Regions from separate parts of the Pan paniscus genome. Here region 2 is linked to region 1. The links are chromatin contacts, called in public Hi-C maps. All regions are on one chromosome and are shown on one strand. Each heading gives the region's core, a stretch centred on a gene start, on an enhancer-like site or on the middle of the called end of the contact. The rest is flanking DNA. Distances are from core to core; before and after follow the strand shown. Region 1 has its middle 140 kb from the start of MEIS1. Region 2 holds the start of MEIS1 (Meis homeobox 1).

Evidence for each region. A called contact is a pair of places that touch in the nucleus more often than the background predicts.
Region 2: a contact with region 1 is called in a Hi-C map of fibroblasts, with 4 times the contacts expected there. The contact joins the promoter of MEIS1 here to the enhancer-like site in region 1. A contact is called at or near these places in 2 of 3 Hi-C or Micro-C datasets (fibroblasts and induced pluripotent stem cells).

The regions. Positions count from the first base shown.
Region 1 is chr12:59,825,558-59,829,797 of NHGRI_mPanPan1-v2.0_pri, forward strand. No RefSeq gene overlaps it. Among named protein-coding and RNA genes, the nearest start is that of MEIS1, 140 kb to the right of the region's middle. Within about 2 kb of position 2,749, at least 1 of the 2 cell types and tissues checked has open chromatin away from gene starts, as enhancers often do.
Region 2 is chr12:59,965,977-59,970,450 of NHGRI_mPanPan1-v2.0_pri, forward strand. It overlaps MEIS1 (Meis homeobox 1), which reads right to left and starts at 2,727. Exons shown (of 12, transcript XM_055107893.2): 1 at 1,193-2,727. The coding sequence starts at 1,204.

The sequences.
Region 1 (4,240 bases), core at 1,499-3,998:
CGTTTTCCGCCTGGAGATTAAGATCATTGCTCGCGTAATGACCTTAATGCTTTAGGGTAGAGGTGAGTGTGTCTGCGAGTGGGCAGGGGTAGAAATTACCGACCCGATCGATGGGAGACTGGCTTAAAACTAAATCCCTTTTCTCCAGGGCTTCACCGCCCGGGTTTCCCCTCAGTGGGCTGAGAGCGCCGGGATGCCAGGAGGCAGCGCGCGGAGGGGTGACCCGTGGGGCGCGGCAAGCCAGAATCAAGGCCCTAAAAATGCTTCCCCCATCTCCCCACTGAGACCCCCAGGGTACTATTTTCAGAGCAAAGGCGCTTTAAAGCTCAGATGTTGGCGAACTGATTGCTCAATACGTTGTTTGTTTTTCCTTTCAGCTCCGCCTAGGGAGAGAATGTTTCAGACTCCTTGGCGGGTAGAGCGGGCCGAAAAGGGAGCCCTCCCTCTCCCAGCCATCAGCTGTCTTCCTCAGGTCCCCGACCCCCCCTTTCTCGCTCACTACTTTTTCCCCAAACCCTGGGATTCCCAGGCTCCTGTAGTCTCCGCACCGTGGCCACCTTAAGTGAAACGCGCCGCTAGCAGCCAGTGGGTAAGGCATGGCATGGGAGACGAGAATGAGACAAGGAAAAGTGCCCAGCCAGGCAGGGCGCCCCACTACCCAGTTCCACGCCTCTCTCCATCGGCGTCCAAGCGCCTACCCGGGAGCTTTGCAGCATGAAGTTACGTTTTTACTGCCTTCCCGTGGGCCAAGGGCCTGAGGGTATCCGAAAGGATGGGGAAATTTGCAGAGCTTTTAAACTGATCCTGAGGAGCTTCTGCCTAAGGCGTCGGGGTGCTGTCTACGGCTTCCCGGCTGCGGCTCCAGACTCCGGCACTCTCCTCCCAACGCCCTCCTAGCGGGCCGTGCACGCGTTCCATGTGCCCCCCAGCCCCCAGGCTCTCTGGGTCGCGCTCCCAGGGCCACTATGGGACTCTGGAGTCTGGGGCCCCCGATGTGGCAAAGTCTATTAGGAAGTCTCCGGGCTACTACAAAGCACTCCGTGAGGTTCCGGGGAAAGAGCGCCCGGACCTGCACCCAGGAGGTGCCTCTCCACAACCTCCTTCGCAGACCCCTGGTCGCCCCATCTCCAGAGACAAAGTCAACAGTCCCTTAGACTAGACTCTCAGATGGGGGTGAGGGCAGGAGGGTAAGGCAGGCGCCCGTGCAACCACCTCCCCACCCCCCGCGGCCAGAGCTGTGGTCTCGGGGCAAAGACCTGCCCGCCCACGCACTGGGGCCTAGGCCGGGACCCAGCGCATCGAGGGACTCAGGGGTAGCACGTCCTGGCTGGAGCTCTGCGCAGTTGCCCGCTGGATTTCCTCTCGGGGCACGGAGCCGGGCCCAACCCCAGGACTGGAGCCTATACCCTTCCGCTCCTCCCGTAGACTTGGGGGACACTGCACACAGCAACTAACCCCGATCGCAAAGTCGAGCGCGAGGTCTGCACGCCGCGTGGGAGACGCGAGAGGGAGGGGGAGGGCAGGGCTTGCGTTTTTCCTTTTCAGAATCCTTCGACTTCACTACGAAGTTTGCTGGTAGGCGCCTCTGCTCCGGGGTCGGAGCCTCCCACCAAGGCTCCTTCCCCTCCCCTTCTCCCCGCCCCCGCGAGCCGAAGCAGCCGCAGCCTCCACCAGGACCCGGCCGCCCGCTCGATCCCCCTGACCCGGACCCTGCGCCCAGGTTGCAGCGCCGCCCTCCCGGCCTTGCCCCCGGGCTCGGCTGGGGGCTCTTTTCCCCGGGGCGAAACTCGCCCGCCTGGCTCACTTCAAGGAGACACCCGCTGCCTCCCGAGGAACTCCTAATACCATCCATACAGCTTTAATGCGTTTATAATTCGATAAGTGATTTCAATTTGAAATTGTTAGTAACTAATTTTATGGGTAATTTTTCCACATCAAATATTTAAGCATCAGATTAAGGGAGCCAGTTCCGACACTGGATAATAAGGGGGTTTCCCCCACTCCCGCGCCTCCGCCTCCCTCCGTTTCCTACCGAGTCGTTTTTCGAAATCCCCAAAAGATGGCAGTCGAAGCCGACTTTCCTCTTTTCCTGTGGCTCTGCGAAGGGAGGGGGAGAGAGGAGGATGGGGGAGTGCGAGAGTGGGGGGCGGAGAGAGAGAGAGACAGAGAGAGAGAAGGAGGAGGAGGAGGAGAAGGAGAAGAAAAAAAGGGGGGAGAGAAAAGCTAGACGGTGCATGGACTTTTCAGACGAATTCTTTCACACGTTTCTAATACAAGCGAAAAGCAGTGGTGAATTTCCTGGAAAAGTCCTGGCAGAAATGAAAGCCAAAAAACGTGCCTTGTGGCCTCAGGGTACGGGATGTGAGAAACTCAGCACATTCAAGCTAAATCTTCATTTTAGAACAGGAGAGGGAGAGGGAGACCCAGAGAGGAACCGACTCGACTGACTTTAGGGTCTTTCTTTGTATTTTAACATTGTATATAAATACTACACAACTAGGCAACGTGTTTCCTCGAGGACGGGACTCTGCGCATTACATAATGAGGGGAAAGAGGTAGGGGTGGGGAAGGGGAAGGGGTGGGGGCAGACTGCAGCGGGCGGAGGGGAGACTGGGGCGAGCAGCGGATGAATTGCAGACCAGTTGCCAAAACTTTTTTTTTTTTCCCTGCTGCTGCTGCTGCGGCTGCCTTTGCTGCTGCCTTTGCTTTGAATGTGGGTAACTAGGAAACAGCAAGCCGTCTGAGAAGACGGAATTTCCAACGTGTAAAATGTTCTTAACGGAACCATTGAGCGAGTGCAATAAGGCGTGAGGGGGAACTAATCTTCCCATTTAAATGTTTGTGGCAATTTTATCTAAATGAATTTTAATGCTAAACGAGGGTAATTCCCCATTTGTAGCGCGTTTACTTCTCTTTCCTGTGCTTCTAAAGCAGTCGAACATCATGCAATGAACAATAACAATAAAAATACTGTCAAGGCATATTATTCATTTTGAATGTGTTATAATTACAGCTGATTAAATATGATAGGGTAAAATATTTTTAATTTTTTGAAAAAAATTTAAATCATATTAAAAAGTAGTCTCATTCAGCCAGAGCCAGCCCCCTTTCCACCCCCCCCCACCCCCCCACCACCAAATAAAAATAAAAACCAGGTACAATTTTGTGCCCTTGTTTAGAGGAGGGCGTTTTGTTTTTGCCTTTTAGGAAACATCAAAAACACTCTCAGCACCTCTATTATTTGCCTCTTTCGGATAAGTGTCCTCAATAACCTTCGAGCTGGCTCTGAAATTTACAAGAGGAAAAGCTAAAATAGCATTAAGAGGGGAGGGCATCGAGGCAGGGGAAGAAAGGAACTGCGAAGAGCGAGGCTCTCACCTAAATGGCTCACAGAGGGGGAACTCACGGAAATAGCAGTTTATTTTTTCTAATTCCTGGACACTGCTGATCTCGATTCTTCAGAATCACCATATTCCCTAACTACTCTTCACTTGTAAACCTCCCTCCCCTAGCGCCTCTCTCTTTCTCTCTGTCTCTCCCTCTCGCCTCTCTCCCTCTCCCCACCACACCTCCTCCCCTTTCTTTCCCTCCCCCACCCATCCTGAGCCTCCTCAGGAATAAAGGCTGAAAATAACCAACTCACCCGGGCATGTACTGGGGAGGAGGAGCAAATAGACAGTTAGTTTATAAAGTTTATTATTAATTTTTAAAGTAAATAAATGGTTGTTAACTGCTAGCAACCACCTATCAAAAGAGAATGATTTCACTCACATCGACTATTTAGGTAGAGGAAGAATTGCCACTAGGTCAACAAGGGAGATTTAAACAATCCCATCTATGGGCTGGGGACGGGTAGAGGCGCTGCCAGAGATGGCTGCAGTAGGCTGAGCCTTGCTCTCTGCGCATCCACGTGTTTAGAAACAAGGCCCCATCAGCAAAAGGTGAGAATGCATTGCTACTCCAGCAGGTGAGTCAGTCAATCACACATCACCTAGTAAAGCCAACCCACAGCTGGTTTCTCTTTTCGAATAGAAAATAGAATTGCTAAGGGCCGGTTTATAGGGTGACTTGGGCCTGAATGTCAGACTTGAGTTTAAGGCTCTCTCTCCTCCGACCCATCCTTTGTTTACAAAGCAATCACTACTGAAAGGCTTATTTTTTAAAACGAATTTGCCTTAATTAAAATATTTGTATATTTTCCTTAGCTTTGGGAAGCACTTTTTATAGCAGCAATTTTATT
Region 2 (4,474 bases), core at 1,477-3,976, 140 kb after region 1:
CCCCCAAAGTTAAAGAAAATCTATAGTTGAAGCAGCTAATATTCTATTTTCTTATTTACTCTTATGAACTTTCTTTCCAGACTAGAAGTCAAGGAGGCAAATGTTACTCACCAGGTTTAAAGCAAATTCAAAAGCAAATGCACAACTTTCCATCTTCCTCTTCCAGAAAAAAAAAAAAAAACTACTTTCATATTGATTGTCATTATTTTGTGTGTGTGAAATTTAGCTATTTAGGTTTTTCTAATTGGTTCATTCCAGGCAGTTATTTTCCCAAGATTTGGAGGCGCTGAGAGTGAAATGATTTTCAAAGAAAGGAGGAATTGCCACTTTCATCTCCTTAAAGCCAGAGGTGTGAAAAGAGTTTGGAAGAACGCTGACATTTGCCTGAACCAAAGGAGTAAAGAAAAATGTGTCAGCCTAGTAACTTTCTTTTGCAAACAGGGCTTTGAGGGCCAGGACACAAATTATGCAAGGAAGGCTTTTTGTAGACCCCCTTTCTTTTAAGAAACTACCTCAGTTGGGTTGTCATTGTCTCACTTTACTCTCACTGCATTTCCATTGAAAAAGGAATATGGGGAAATTAGTATTGCATTTTTAAAGTGAGTAACTGTGTGCTTAGCTTAGTATTCAATTAGTAGAGGGCTTATCTAAGAGAAACTTGCAAAATATTGCCTTGTATACAAGTCTATACAAATTGAAATTACTATAAAAAGATGAATGTTTTCTGACCAAAAAATTGGCTATACTATGACAAAGTTATTTCCTTTAAAAAGCTGAATACTTCTAGTGATATTAAAGATGAGCATAATCAATAACATATCAGAAGTTTCCAGCTGTATATTTTAGTTTAAACATAACTTTAAACTTCTGATCTCTGAATGTTCAAATTACAGCTTTAGGTATCTAGCTTTAAAAAAAAAAAAAACCCAGATGATTGTTTGAGCTTGCATTTTTATTTATATAGCTGCTGGTTAGGAATCTATAGATAAATAGATTCCTTTAATTAACAACTCCAAGTAACATACATAAGTCTACAAATGCATTGAATAAATCCTCTCGCTTAGGCCACGGCTTTAGGAGCCTCATTTTTTAAAAGAGAGAGAGAAAAAAAGGAAACTTTTTAGCAGTGTCTTTCGGCCACGTTTCAATTTAATCTCACATTTGAGTTCCACAATTGTTTTTTAATACGTACCCTTTGCGCCATCGGCCTCTCTGGCTCCCTTCCTACTTCAACTTCTAATATATCCTCTTTAAGGCCAGTGTGAAAAGAAACAAATATTCAAACTCCCCGGGGAAAAAAAAAAAAAAAAAAAGCACGACGAAAAATCCCTTAACGTCTCCAGCAACGTGAGCTACTGGTCCCAGATCTTCGGTCTACGGGACCTGAAGCAAAGCGCCCGAGTCACTGAGCATAAAAGCGCTCCGTTTCCAAGACAGCAGCGGGGGCAAAAAAAAGCAGATCTTCTCTCCCCCAAAAATCAGTTTAAAAAAAAAAAAAAGAAAGAAAGAAAGAAAAGGAAAAAAAAGAGCGCCCCTCAGACCCAACTACCAAATCTCATGGCTTTCTGCCACTCCAGCTGTCAATCACAGGCGAGGTTGTCAACGTGGTGAATGAATGATCATCCGCTCTGTCTTCTTCTGGTCAGAACACCTCAAATGTTAATATTCAAATGCACAAAGCCCTAGCGCTCGCTTCCCTTGAATCAGTCCTAATTCCTAATCAGTTTCTCTCTTCTCTCTCTCTCTTTCTTTCTCTCCCTCTCTCTCTCCCTCTTTGCAAGTGCTGCACTGGAGGGAGATTAGAGAAGGAGGGTTAAAAAAAATGTCTGTCTGAGTTTGTCTTAAAGGAGCCACGATCGATGCTGCCCGCTTGCAGTCCCCGTGCGTGTGTAAAGTGTGTGTTGCACAGGCGGAGAGGTGGATTCCGACCAGAATGCTAGAACCCGGAAGTAGTGGTGGCCATAACAGGTCGCGTCTTACACAATGCATTGGGCTGCAGCAAGTAGGCTCCTCGGCAGGGGTGGGTGCGCGAAGCGAGCTCTGGCCGCACTGGAGAGGCAGAGAGGCGCTCCATTAAATCGCACGCCCAGGCACAAACACCACACACCCAGGGCACACGCACACAAACGCAGGCAGTAGCCCGCGGCCGCCGGCTTTATTTTCAGTATTCTTTTCTCTCCCTCCCCCTGCAGACTCTCTCCCCAAAGCCGACTCTCTTGAAATAAATTGGGAATCAACGCCGGGCAGGCAGCAGCGGGATTTATTTTGCACAGGGCTCCGCGCATAGACTTCATGACTTTCCTCGAAATTATTGGGGTCTGCCAGTGTTTTTCGGGGCAGGGGGTGATGCGCAAAGTACTGAATTCTCAGAACTAAACACTGCAAGGAGAAAAGTCAAAGCGGGATCGTGGAGGAAAAGGAGGAGGGAGAAGCCGGGTTGGGAAAGCCTCTGCTAAGGAGTCCTGAGAACATGGGGTTGAGGTGGCTCGGGCTTTCTGCAGACCCAGCTTAGAGGTTTCTTTGCTGTTAGAGGTGGACGCCCGGCCGGGGGAAAGAAAATGCTAGCATTTTGTCACTTCGGGTCTGGACTCCCCCACCTCCTAGCCCCGGCGGCTCCCAGCCCCAGCCCAGGCGTCCTGCGCGAAGTAGAGAGGAAGGGAGGGAACAATGAGCTGAGCGCGGGGAATGTGCCCCCAGCGCCTGTTTACAAACACCAAGCTATTTATGATCGCCGGAAAGCGAAACCCGGCGCGGGCTCGCAGCAGCCCAGACCTCGCGGGCGGAGCCGGGGCCAGGGAGCCGCTGGGAGGGAGGCTCTTTCTCCGACCCGCTCGGGGTGAGGCGGCCGTGCGCCCAGGGCGCGGCGCGGCGCGACGCTGCCGGAGTGCTAGGCTCGGGCTGCAGCCACCGCTGCCTTTGTCTTAGAGGCGCCGAGGGGCTCCAGCCTCGACCTCTCCCGGGCCTGTAAGAACCTCGCGCCCCACTAGCTCTTTCTCCAGCGAAGCCCTGCCCTCACCACCCCAGACATCCTTCCCCGCGCTCCTCTTTCCCGTCCCCAACCTGGCTCGGCGAAACCTCCCAGTGCCAGAGAAAAAGAAATCCGCTTCGGAAGCTGAGATTTCAGACAAAAGCTGCCTGTACCTACAACTCGGAGGCTCCAACCAACCACTGTTTTTTGTTTTGTTTTGTTTTTAACTTTAACACCTATTGCCCTGGCTTTAATTCCCCCTCACCCCTTCTCTTTATTCTCCCGCTCTAAGCTTCTCCCTTGTGATTATATTTAGTGGCATTATTTTCGTATTTATATTTCTGTCCGCTGGGCTCTGATCTGCCGAGATGGCTCAGCCGCAGCAGCTCTACCAGCGGCTGGAAACCTCACATCCACAAGCAGGGCTCGCAGCTCGCTCGGCTCCGAGAGGATTTTTCCCCCTCCCTCCAGCTGAAACCTCGCAGAAAACTCCCCCTGCTGTCGACTGGAAAATGAGCTCACCCAAATCTCGGTAGGCAGCCGTGGAGGAGTGCTCGGCCAATCAGGAGGCGCCTCCGCCCAGGCCGCCGCGCATTGGCTGCGGGGAAAATCAATTATCAAATAATCGATCAGCAGGGAGCTTCGATCTGCGGGGAATGCGAACTGCCAGTCCCTATTCCCGCCCTTAAGGTGGCCAAAAGGCTGACTCCCTCCAAGCACCCCGCCCGCGCCTCCAACGCCCCCACCCACGTCCCACTCGCCAGCTGCGGACTGAACCCTCACCCTCAAGGGGGTGTAGGTAGGGAAAGAGTTTTGAGAAAGATTGGGGGTATCCCTTCATCCGAAGATTGTTTGGGAAAGGTTAGGAGCTCTAAAATGTATTGAAGCCAACTCTTAAGCGCAAAGTAAAAGATAATTTGCGTCCGTCTGCGAGGTAGGACTGAAGATTCTATAGAGTGGGCTTCCGAGGAGCAGGAGACACAGGGCGAGCATCAGAACATAGGTCTGGAATGAGGTTCCACCGTGCGTCCGTAGTCTCCTTAGGCGACATCTATCGCTTCCTTTAGCACTTCGCAGGAGTCAACGCGGGGTTGGTTGCCCCCAACAGAGGAGCGTTTCCATAAAGCCGAGCAGATGAGCCTTCCCAGCCGCCTGCACTGCACCCTTCCCCGCCCCCAACTCCGTACTGGCACCGTGTGTGCCTGAAGGGCTGACACACGTTCTCCCAAAACCTTCAGAAGCGCTTTGCCTTGAAAGAGCTCTCCCTCTGTGTGTGTGTGTGTGTGTGTGTGTGTGTGTGTGTGTGTGTGTTTAAACCATCTCCAGGATCCCTTATCATTTGCTTCCTCTTTTTTCTCTCTGTTTCTCCCTGTCTTTTTTCTGACGCTTAAGTTTCAGGATCTTTTAGTTTTTTTCCATCACATACATGTGTAGGTTTTCTGGCGCAAACGCCCTGAAACATCACTTGGGAGGTTAAGACAGGCCCGCGAGTAAAAGCTGGGGACG